Regions from separate parts of the Oryctolagus cuniculus genome. Here region 2 is linked to region 1. A link is a contact called in public Micro-C data. All regions are on one chromosome and are shown on one strand. Each heading gives the region's core, a stretch centred on a gene start, on an enhancer-like site or on the middle of the called end of the contact. The rest is flanking DNA. Distances are from core to core; before and after follow the strand shown. Region 1 holds the start of PDK4 (pyruvate dehydrogenase kinase 4). Region 2 overlaps LOC103349467 (a long non-coding RNA gene).

Region 1 (2,852 bases), core at 137-2,636:
TCAAATGGAAAGCTCAAGACAGGAGTGTGGCTCTCATGGAGGAGTTTGCATTAGAATTTGGAACAATGGAATTTAGAAATCACTCCTGTGACCGAGAGAGATGTCTCAGGGAAACAGGGCAAAGAGCCGCCATGGAGCCTACAGTCACCTGTCACGCTGAGTTCCCCATTCAGTTTGCACGTGCAGGGGCCCAGGCCAAAGGGCTCTTTTGTAACAAACCACCCCGTAATTAACACCCCTTAGCTCCCCTTCCATCCCACGTGTAAGCACTCTCTCCATCCAGCTTTCCCAAAACATCAGGCTTCATCTTCTTGCTTTCAAGAACAGGGAGAGGAGGAGGAGGGTAGGGTCAGACTTTGATGATAGGGTAATGTGTTTCAACCATTGTCATTAATCTAGCAAATGACAAAGCAGGGTAGGAATCTCAAAGCTGCAGGAGACCCTGTTCCCCACCCAGATCTTCCGGAGAGGGGGAATCAAACTGGGATTAATTAAGAATGTAAATAACACGATTCCATGAGGGACAAAGGCCATATTTGGAGACAGGGGGGGGGGGGCAGTAAGGGAGGCTCTGGGAGCTTACGATGTGTCCAAGACGTCTGATGATGGGACAGTTTTCGGGAAAGACTGGGAGGAATGGCAGTCACACAAGGGGAGCGAGGGAACTGATCCTGCTCTGACGGGAGAAAGCGAGGTCGCGTCAAACTGACAAACAGACTCCCTTTTTATTCTCGTTAAGAAACACAGTTTAGCACTAATGGAAGGCGTTAGAGGAGAGAACAAATTCATGGCCTTTCTCCAGCGCAAAAGAACGTCAGTGAATTCCCGCCGTTCCTCAAGTCTCCGCCGAGGGAACTTCCAGTTCCCGCGTTCGCTCCTGCTTGCCCGAGAAGGGCGGGGAGAACACTTTAGCCTGTTTGTTCCTCCCGCTGACCAATGGCGGGGCCGGCCTCACTTCTGCCCGCAGCTGATTGGCTACTGTAAAAACCCCGCTCTGAGCGAGAACCAATGAGTCCTCGCAGCCCCGGCTCTTGGAAACAGTTTCTGGCCGGCAACGCGTGACATTGAGACGGCTTCGGGCCTGTAAACAAGGACGAGTCGGGACGGGCCCCGTCCTCCTCCGGGGCTGACGTGGGGCCCCCGACGCCCCGCTCCCCCCTCCGCGGCCTGCTGCCCACCCCCTGCCCCTCGCCTCGCAGCTCCGGGCACCGGCGCCAGGCCAGACGTGGTCACCGCGCGGGGCCGCTGGGCGCCTACCGCGGCCAGGGGGCGGAGCCCGAAGTTCTCTCTCACGGGCGTGGCCGGAGTTGAGGACGCCTCTCCAGGTCCCCGCGAGTGGGGGGAGAGCGCAGGGGAGACGAATAAAAACCGCAGCGGGCAGCGGGCGGGGAGAGACGGGAGTCCGAGTGTGCAGCCGCCGCGGCCGCTGACCCTGCAGCTCCGCCCGCGCCCCGTGCACCTGCACGCCCCACCCAGGGCAGTGAGCGTCGCCCCGCCGGCCAGCCCCAGCCCCTGCCCCAGCCGCTGCCCCTGCCCGGCCCGGCCCGGCCCCGGGGGACGTCAGGATGAAGGCTGCCCGCTTCGTGATGCGCAGCGCCGGCTCGCTGAGCGGCGCCAGCCTGGTGCCCCGAGAGGTGGAGCACTTCTCGCGCTACAGCCCTTCCCCGCTGTCCATGAAGCAGCTGCTGGACTTTGGTAAGAGCGGGGCCCCGGGGCTGGGGAGTTGCCTGAACTTTCAGGAGCGGAGACCACCGAGGTCCACTTTGCAGCGGGGCCGCGAGGCCGGCCCAGCCTGCTCTTCCCCAGCTCTGGCCACTGTCTGCCGGTCAGCGCCCCCGGCCGCCCTGCAGGTGCCGGGCCGTCCGGGCTTGGCTCTGCTCGCCTCTCTGCCCACATCTGCCAGGCGCTTGCTGCCGTGGCCCAGGAGCTTCTGCTCCTCGCTCCCTCCCGGCACAGAGGGTCTTGGAGAAGACTCACAGCCTCGGATGCTGGACTTGGGCCCCTCGTCCCCTGCACCCTCTGTGCCTTCCTCGCAGAACTCCCTGTCTCTTGGCCGTCTGCGAAACGCCGGTGGTTTTTGGATGTCTAAGGGTCCGTCCTGCTCGGGACCCAGCGCCGCACTCTCCTGTGAGCTTGAGATCTGATCGCCAGCTGCTCCGACTGCAGAGCGGGCGTCACTTTTCGGGAGAGAAAGGGAGAATTCTCCTGCGCTGGTCATTGAACAGCCGCCAGCGATGCGGTCCGCGCCTGACCGACGGCCTCCGATGCGGCTTAACACGCCCCAGTCCCACAGCGGACGGCCTGGCGGATGTGCGGCTCCGGCCGCGGACCCAGCTTCCTGGCGGTGCAGGCCCCTGGGCAGGGCAGCGCTGATGGCCAGGTCCCCGCCCGATCCCAGCATCTGGGGAGTGTCTCTGCCCATGGCAGGTGTCTTCCCCTCTCTGCGTCTCTGCCTATCAGTAACTAAATAAATCCAGTACAAATGCAAGAAGAAAGTCATCGAATTACCTGGCTCACAAAACAGCACCACCACTGAGAATAAACACCATCAGTGTTTGATAATTAATGCCATTCCAATCCATAATTTAGATCAACTTTTTTTTCCGCAAAAAATACATTAATTTCATTTATTTCAGGTTCCGAAAACGCATGTGAGAGAACATCCTTTGCGTTTTTGCGACAAGAGTTGCCGGTGAGGCTGGCCAATATCCTGAAGGAAATTGACATCCTCCCCGAGCGCTTAATCAATACCTCTTCAGTGCAGCTTGTTAAAAGCTGGTAAGTGCTGCCCGTTTTGAATTCTCTAGTTTTAAAATAGTTCTCGAGTGTGGCTTCTTATACTACATTCACAT
Region 2 (3,067 bases), core at 550-3,049, 46 kb after region 1:
ATGTTGATTATAGCCACAGTCCACTGTTATGATCACAAATTCTTCAGTCTGATTCAGACATACCTTTTAGTGAAATACCTCACTTACCTCCCCATATTGGAATCCATCCCTGGGATGACCCATCCACACACCTGTGAAGACAATTAGCACATCCCAAGCACAGTGAGCTGGCCCTGCCTGGGCGTGGCTTTCTATATTTTTCAGCTGCATGTGGTTAGTGAAATTTTTCCATGCATAATCTTTTTTTTAACTTTCATTTAGTTAATATAAATTTCCAAAGTACAGTTTATGGATTACAATGGCTTCCCCCCCATATTTTCCCTCCCACTTGCACTCCTCCCATCTCCCTCTCCCTCTCCCATTCCATTCACATCAAGATTCATTTTCAATTATCTTCATATACAGAAGACTGATTTAGTATATATTAAGTAAAGATTTCATCAGTTTGCACCCACATAGAAACACAAAGTGTAAAATACTGTTTCAGTACTAGTTATAGCATTACTTCACATTGGACAACACATTAAGGACAGATCCCAAAGAGAAGTAAGTACACAGTGACTCCTGTTGTTGACTTAATAATTTGACACTCTTGTTTATGGCGTCAGTAATCTCCCTAGGCTCTAGTCATGAGTTGCCAAGACTATGGAAGCCTTTTGGGTTTGCAGACTTCGATCTTATTCCGACAGGGTCATAGTCAAAGTGGAAGTTCTCTCCTCCCTTCAGAGAAACGTACCTCCTTCTTTGATGGCCCCGTTCTTTCCACTGGGATCTCACTCACAGAGATCTTTCATTTAGGTCTTTTTCTTTCCAGAGTGTCTTGGCTTTCCATGCCTAAAATACTCTCATGGGCTCTTCAGCAAGATCCAAATGCCTTAAGGGCTGATTCTGAGGCCAGAGTCCATGCATAATCTTTAATGTTCACAAAGACCATTGTCCTCTGGGCTTTTCTATTTTTACTTACCTACTAAACAAAAAGATTTTTATGACTTGTATCATCTCTCAATTACATTGATTCCCAAACTTCAGTCACATAAAACCTGGTTGGTTACTTTTTTTATGGACTTTAAAAAAAGAAGGGATGGATGCCCACATTTGAGGTAGTCAACACCATATGAAGGCATCTTAATGGCAATTTCATCAACCAAAAGAGCAACTGAGTCTTGGAAACTTGAAGAATTGTTCAAACAGCTTTGAAACCAGGAGTTATACTCAAAGCATACATGAAAGTTATGCAGAAAACTAATTTTAAGAAATGTTAGTAAATACTTGGTGTTAGACCTGGGCATGGCAGAGACACAAGATTTCAGAAGACTGTGTGGAAAGAGATGGAGAGACATCCAGGGCCTCTACGATAAGAGTCAACTAGAACAGAGGTTAATGGGGGATGTCAGCAACTTAAACTGTACCTATCTGAAGTAGGAAATGTTGACTTTTGTTCTCTGAGATGCAAAACAAATGAAGGTAGATGAACATATTTGCATTTGACTCAAAAAGCAACCTTACAGTTGTCCAAAGAGTGGCCTCAGACAATGAGTTTAAAACTAATCAAGGGCTTGAGCAGTGCAAGGCAGAAGTCTGTAGGCTTGGTCTGGGAATCTATAATAAAGGAAGAAGCAATGGCAACTCAGCAGCACACAGTGTCTCCTTCCGAGAGAGGCCTTGGTGTCTGTTCTTGGCATTGACCACACTCCATCATAAGTTTCTGGCACCCTCCCAAAGAGAACAGAGTGTTCCCTCTCAGTGTACAAAGACTTCAAAAACATGTTTGTGTGTGCAGCGCAGTAGGCAGGGCCTGGCTGTGTCACTCTGTGTCTCACATTGCCTTGCTGGAGTGTCGGGAGGAAGTCTGTGGCATCAGACCTGCTGTGCAAGTCTTCAGAAGTTGGATGAGTCCCCGGGGCCAGGCTGGGCACTTTGCTGGTGTTTCCAAAAAATATTCAGTTACAAGGAGCAAATATAGAATGGACTCCAACTAATCACCTATTTTGGTAACAAAAGCCTCCTTTGGAAACTTGTACCTGTTCCCCTCCACCTCCTGTGAGATTGTCTGGCCAGGCATGATTGCTCACCCCGTGCGAGCTAAGATAACACAGATTAACACCAGTGCTAGTGCTGCCAGCGTGGAGGCACTGACTCACTCCCTGTTCCTCTCACTCCTCTCACTCCCTTGTCAGGAAACTGAAATCTTAGCAGGAGGAGGCATTAGTCAGTCTGGCCTGAGAAGCCCGGAGGGGTCTCCTGGGGTTTCCAGTAAATACAAAAGCATGACAGTAAGCCCCATGCCCTCTGGACAAGTAACCTAGGTCCACCTGTCTTGGTGTCCAACAGCAACTTGCAGCCACAATTGTGTAGAGTACCTTGCGGACAGACCCATAGAGATCCTCATTGCAGACCTGTTCTATTGAATCAGGTCCATAAAGACAGGCCCTACTGTAGAACTTTCTCCATCTTCTGATCCAGCCCCCTCTCTGTCTAACCACTCCTGACACAGAGTTCTTAAGATGGTCTTTTCCCTGTCATCACTGAGCATACAGTCTTCCCAAGGGTGCTTTGGATGAACACAACTTGCAGGACTAGAAGTTACTCTAGGTGAGAGGTGGAAGGTGAGTGAAAGTGAAGCTCAAGTTCATTACTGTACATGACCACAGACTTTAGACTGTACACATTTACAAAAAAATTCCTCAATAATAAAAAATTTTTAATATGAGAGAGAATTTTTTTAAGTTTTTGTTTATTTTATTTGAGAGGCAGAGAGAGAGAGGGAGAGACAGAGGGAATCTTCCATCCACTGCCTTACTCCCCAGATGGTTGCCGCAGCCAGGGCTGGGCCAGTTTGAAGCCAGAAGCTTTTAATGGGGGAAGTGGGAAATAGCTACTGATATTTTTTACAGCAGCCAGCATCCAGGTGGCCTAATGTGTAGCTCAGGGTAAGAATTCCTGAATTCAATGCTCCAGGAAGGCTAGGATTTCACTGCTGTTTTTCACCTCTGAATCCCCAGCAGGTACATGGTCCAACTCAACAAATATTTGTTGAATAAATGTCAACATTATATGCTTCTCCTGA

The links. A called contact is a pair of places that touch in the nucleus more often than the background predicts.
Region 2: a Micro-C map of ear pinna shows a contact between it and region 1, with 3 times the contacts expected there. The contact joins the enhancer-like site here to the promoter of PDK4 in region 1. A contact is called at or near these places in 4 of 6 Hi-C or Micro-C datasets (ear pinna, embryonic fibroblasts, psoas muscle and 1 more).

What each region holds. Positions count from the first base shown.
Region 1 is chr16:40,596,611-40,599,462 of mOryCun1.1, forward strand. PDK4 (pyruvate dehydrogenase kinase 4) reads left to right here and starts at 1,387. Exons shown (of 11, transcript XM_002713691.5): 1 at 1,387-1,695; 2 at 2,637-2,778. The coding sequence starts at 1,566.
Region 2 is chr16:40,642,317-40,645,383 of mOryCun1.1, forward strand. All of the region lies in intron 2 of LOC103349467 (a long non-coding RNA gene), which reads left to right. Among named protein-coding and RNA genes, the nearest start is that of PDK4, 46 kb to the left of the region's middle. Within about 2 kb of position 1,800, at least 4 of the 8 cell types and tissues checked have an H3K27ac peak or open chromatin away from gene starts, as enhancers often do. A contact at or near this core is called in ear pinna, where this site is marked.